2 separate regions of the Callithrix jacchus genome follow, and region 1 is linked to region 2. The links are chromatin contacts, called in public Hi-C maps. All regions are on one chromosome and are shown on one strand. The core of a region is the stretch at or near the end of the contact, and the rest is flanking DNA. Distances in the headings are between cores, read along the strand shown.

Evidence for each region. A called contact is a pair of places that touch in the nucleus more often than the background predicts.
Region 1: a contact with region 2 is called in a Hi-C map of induced pluripotent stem cells, with 4 times the contacts expected there. The contact joins the enhancer-like site here to the promoter of GPR84 in region 2. A contact is called at or near these places in 3 of 3 Hi-C or Micro-C datasets (induced pluripotent stem cells and skeletal muscle).

What each region holds. Positions count from the first base shown.
Region 1 is chr9:65,334,667-65,337,366 of calJac240_pri, reverse strand. No RefSeq gene overlaps it. Among named protein-coding and RNA genes, the nearest start is that of SMUG1, 30 kb to the left of the region's middle. Within about 2 kb of position 1,361, at least 9 of the 16 cell types and tissues checked have an H3K27ac peak or open chromatin away from gene starts, as enhancers often do. A contact at or near this core is called in skeletal muscle, where this site is marked.
Region 2 is chr9:65,186,005-65,188,704 of calJac240_pri, reverse strand. GPR84 (G protein-coupled receptor 84) reads right to left here and starts at 1,444. Exons shown (of 2, transcript XM_002752554.7): 1 at 1,345-1,444; 2 at 1-531. The coding sequence starts at 523.

The DNA of each region.
Region 1 (2,700 bases), core at 112-2,611, 150 kb before region 2:
CCCTCCCCCACCACCCCTGACGGGTTCCCATTATAACCGGGTTTCAGGTAACTCACCTTCCGCCGCCCCGGGAACGACGTCATCACCTTTCACCCTCTGTCCCCAAGTCTAACTCCAACTGGGAAGTCCTTCCTGATGTCTGACCGCCATTCCTCCTGCTGCAGCTTCAGCTAAACCTAACAAATTACGTCCCACAGGAGAAAGGGGTTGCCTTAACTTCCCTTCCTGAGCTAAACTATCCAAATCTCTGGCCCCTTTTCCACGCTCACATCCCATATCCCCATCCTAACAAGGCTTCCCTTTAGGGGTCTGGATCTTCCATTTATCCCGCCTTCCGACATCAGAGCAATCCAAGACTGCTTCCTGATTGGCAAACCCCTCCCTTCTAATTGCCCCTGTCACTTAGGACTTCCCCCGCTGCATCAATATGTAAGTCCCACAGATGGCCTCAGTTTCCCTGGTAGGGAGTTGAGCTGCCTCTGAGGCTTTGGGAGGAGGAGTGTCCCTTCCCACTCCTGATCAGGACACCGCCACATTGTCATTCAGCGGAAAAGCATTTATTGGGCGCCTACTATAGGTCGGGCCCGAATTCTCTCTTGGCTCACAGCCCTCGGGTTGCTCCATAGGGTTGGCGGAAAGAGCAGGAGATCTCGAAATGCCAATCTCCAGTCTGCAGCGTGGGGTAAGAGAGGTGAAGTCGTCTGCGACTGAGTGAAGCCACCAAGGAAGGGCGAGGAGGTGGGATGCCTGCAGGTCTGGGCGCTCGGGGACCGCAGAAAAGAAGACTCGCTCGGCGCCCCAGCCTCCCAGCGCTCAAACCTAACGCAGGATTTCCCATTCTTAGCGCAAGGAAGACCCCTCGTGGCCATTGGGGGAAGAGTCGGCAAGGGGAAGAAGAAAAAAAAAAGCCAGAGCCAGGAAATGACAACTCCCCCACCCCCGCCAGACTCCCTTCCAGTTCTTGCCTAGGGTGGGGACTTGGTCCTTGGTCCTCGGGAGGAGGGGGATGGGAGTTGATGCCCAGACCCCATTCCCACACCCTCAGAACCCAACATTTGGGATTTTGGGAATAGAATCTGCTCACTAAACCACCCGGAAAAATCAAACAGAAACAATAGCAAGTGTGACTGTGGTTAAACTTCTGGAGGGACTTCTCAAGAAGCGGATGGGAGGCAGGAGCATGGGTCACAAGGCAGGAATGAAAGAAGTCAGGTGTTCCGATCCACACCTTCCCTGGCTCTGGAGAGGGGGAATTCTGAGACGGGGACGGGTGTGGGATCATCTACCCCACCATGCGGCTCTTTTCCGCTCGCAGTGAAGGAAGGACGCTCAGATCACAGGGGCTTAGGTATTCTGGAAGCCAGGGCCCTTCCCCCTGCACGTAGGGTGGGGCTGAGGGAGTGGGGGCACACGGTCATTGGGGACATGAAGGGAACTCGCGTTTGTCCCGATGGTCACGGTCCTGAGGCGGGACGGTCAGGACGGGGAAGATGTACTTCCTCCCCCAGCATCCTCTCCCGCACCGCGTCTGAACTCCTCTGGGAGCGGAACGGCAGTAACAAAGCTGCGCCCCTGGCCGGGCACGGTGGCTCAAGCCTGTAATCCCAGCACTTTAGGAGGCCGAGGCGGGTGGATCACGAGGTCAACAGATCGAGACCATCCTGGTCAACATGGTGAAACCCCGTCTCTACTAAAAATACAAAAAATTAGCTGGGCATGGTGGCGCGTGCCTGTAATCCCAGCTACTCAGGAGGCTGAGGCAGGAGAATTGCCTGAACCCAGGAGGCAGAGGTTGCAGTGAGCCAAGATCGCGCCATTACACTCCAGCCTGGGTAACAAGAGCGAAACTCTGTCTCAAAAAAAAAAAAAAAGCTGAGCCCCTTCCCCCACCCTTTGACTCCGCTCGCAACCTAGCCCAGGCCGGGCGGCGCGAATTTGCATATATTTGCATACCCAGCTGCGCACAGCTGCATTCGGTTTTGGGCCATAAATTCGTGGCAGGCGGCTCCAGGCGAGCAGGCCCCACGCCGGGCGGGCGTTCTCCCTGCGCGCCTCCGCTGCGGCTGTTCACGCCCCGGGTGCTGGCGCGTTCTCACGCCTCTCTGACTAACCGCGGGAGCAGTCCTGCCCGGACCCGCCTCCCCGGCTCGCGCCACCTTCTGGGTATGTCTGTCTCGCATTGGCACAGGCCAAGCCTGCAACCCCAGATTCTGGTTCCTCCATTCTCTTGGACTCGACTTGGTCAATGTCTCCTGAATGTGTTCATCTTTTCCTGACGCCTTGGTCCAGGGGCTTCTGGTGGGATTTTCCTCCCGGGACTGATGCAAGGCCTCCTAGGGTAGTCCTGCCTCCGGGGTTACCTTGCTTAAAAAAAAAAAAAAAAACTGGTCTAATGAGGGTCAACAGCTGAAAACTCTGGACTCCCAGGCTTCAGAACTAAACTTACATTGTTCACCCTTGCCAAAGAAAGCCCCTCACATTTTGTCAGCATCCCCCTTCTCTGGCCTTATCTTGTGCATCATGGCCAGACTCAGGCACACAACAGCCAGCGCTTCAGTTTCACAAAACTGTGAGGTCCCCAAGCTCCTCATGAGCTCTCTCACTCTGCCTGGACTTACCTGCACCTTGCTTCCACCTGGGCTTCTCTTCTGCCCTCTTATCTACTTGACAGACACGTTCTTTGAAAATCAGTGCTCAGAT
Region 2 (2,700 bases), core at 195-2,694:
CTCGGATGCGGTCAAAGCTGCAGGTGCAGACTACGGGTACCAGGATGTAAATAGGCCAGAGTGGGGCAAAGCTGGCCACGCCTATAACCCAGGTGCCCACCAGTGCCAGCACTATCCCCTTGGCACTGAACACTTGAGGAAAAAGCTTAGGGTGGGCAATGAGGAGGTAGCGTCCCAGTGCGATGAGGCAGAGGGTCAGGATGGAGACAGAATTGGAGGCAAAAAGAAGGAGCCCAAACACCCTGCAGAAGGTGGCACCAGTGCGCCAGTGCAGGTGGAGGTAGGTGTCCACAGAGAAGGGCTGAAGGAGTGTGCAGTAGAGGAGATCAGCCAGTGTGAGGTTGGCTATGAGCAGGTTGAATCGGGTACGGAGTTTGGGCTGGATAGCCAAGGCCAGTAAGGTGAGCACATTGCCGACGGTGCCTGTCACAGCCACCACCACCCCCCAGCTAACTGCAACATAACGATAGCCCAGCACAGACTCATGGTAGCAGGAGAAGTTGGCATCAGAGGTGTTCCACATGATAGAGGCTAAAAGAGGCAGAAGGTGGAAGAGGAATAAGGAATCAGAACCTAGCATTCAACTTGGATCTCTTTTTCCTTTGAGACAGAGTCTTGCTCTGGAGTGCAGTGGCACAATCTCAGCTCACTGCAACCTCCACCTCCCGGGATCAGGCGATTTTCCTGCCTCAGCCTCCTGAGTAACTGGGATTACAGGCGTTTGCCACGACATCCAGCTAAGTTTTTGTATTTTTAGTAGAGATGGAGTTTCACCATCTTGGCCAGGATGGTCTCGATCTCTTGACCTCGTCATCCCCCTGGCTTGGCCTCCCAAAGTGCTGGGATTACGGGCATAAGCCACCACGCCTGGCCTGAACTTGGATCTCTTGAACAGCTCTGGGACCCTGGGCATCTGAACTGCTCCTGGACCTCACCGTAATTCACTATCTTCCTAAGCCATTCCCAGGCCTCTTCATCTCAAGGTCCCTAACTCTCTCTAGGTTCTTAGTCCTTACCATTCTCAAATATTTCCCCAAGTTTTTATATAAATATATCTTGCCTAAATATCTTAGTCTTATTCTGCTACAAACCTCAGTCCTCTTCAATATCTATCCTGTTGCTCTCAGTAAACCCTCCAACTTTACTAATTCCTTCTCCATCCCCAAAGACCCCCAGAAGTCCCCTCTCTCTATTCAGCATCCTGTATTCAGGATCCTCTCTGTATCTAGTTCCCTCTGCTCCTCTCCACTATACACACATATAGGCTTTAGTCTTTTTATTTGTTACCACCTGGGAGATGAGGAGACCAAGAAGGTAAAAGTATACTCATCACAAAGTACTTACCTGAGTTTCTCAGCTTTCAATTCTTTCTCCGATGGAAGAAGTTCAACTCACCCAAAGAGCGTCCTTTCTGGTGGACAGTCAGGCTTCACGCTTCAAACAAGAGATATCCTGCTCTTATGTGTCCTATTATACTCCGCCGAAAGAATAAGAAACTCCCCAGTTACTCAATCCCAGCCACTTCCTTCACTACCTCCGGTCCTACTCATTTTGCTTTGGCTAGTGAAATCTATGCTTCTCTTTTGAAATTCCCCTGCTACTTACCTCAGAGTCGTTTCACTCTTTCCTTTCTCCTTCCTGAAACCTGAGCTCTGTTTTCTTCCCCTCTTTTGCGTGGCAGATCTCACCTGTAAGAAAGAGATCATTGCTGAGAATTGCTAGGGCATGGAGTCAGAGCATCAGAACATTTGGGCCACTCCTCAAAGGGCCAAAAGATAAGACCAAGTCCCAGTAGCAGCTTTAGGTACCCCCAGAAGTCCTGAGTTTGTTTCAGAGGAGCACTACCTTTCTTCTCTGCAGGGCTTGGACATGGTTCAGGTCAGAGGGACCCATGTGACACCGTAGCACATCTGAGAAACAGAGTTAGATGAAGAAAAGTGGGAAATGAGGCATTCAGGATTCTGGTTTCATTCCTCTGAAGAGATCAGGGACCTGTTCAATCATTCATTTATCCATTCACTCAACAACTTTGTATTGAGTGCCTACTGTACATCAGACTCTGACCTAGACACTGGGGATACAGGAATGCCTGATACATGGCCTTGTGCATGGTCTACTGAGGAGACAGATACAAAAATATGCAAGCGCTTAATCAGTTCCCCAGAGCAAGGGTGAATAAACTTCACCCTATGGGCCAAATCCAGCTGGCTATCTGTTTTCATATAGCCTGTGACCCAATAATGTTTTTTTTTTTCATTTAAAAATGATTATATTAGGCCAGGCGTGGTGGCTCATGCCTGTAATCCCAGCACTTTGGGAGACCGAGGCGGGTGGATCACGAGGTCAAGAGATCGAGACCATCCTGGTCGACATGGTGAAACCCCATCTCTACTAAAAATACAAAAAATTAGCTGGGCATGGTGGCACGTGCCTGTAATCCCAGCTACTCAGGAGGCTGAGGCAGGAGAATTGCCTGAACCCAGGAGGCAGAGGTTGCGGTGAGCCGAGATCGCGCCATTGCACTCCAGCCTGGGTAACAAGAGCGAAACTCCGTCTCAAAAAAAAAAAGATTATATTTTAGGTTGAGTGCTGTGGCTCATGCCCATAATCCCAGGACTTTGGGAGGCCAAGGAAGGCAGATCACTTGAGGTCAAGAGTTTGAGACCAGCCTGGCAAACATGATGAAACCCTGTCTTTACT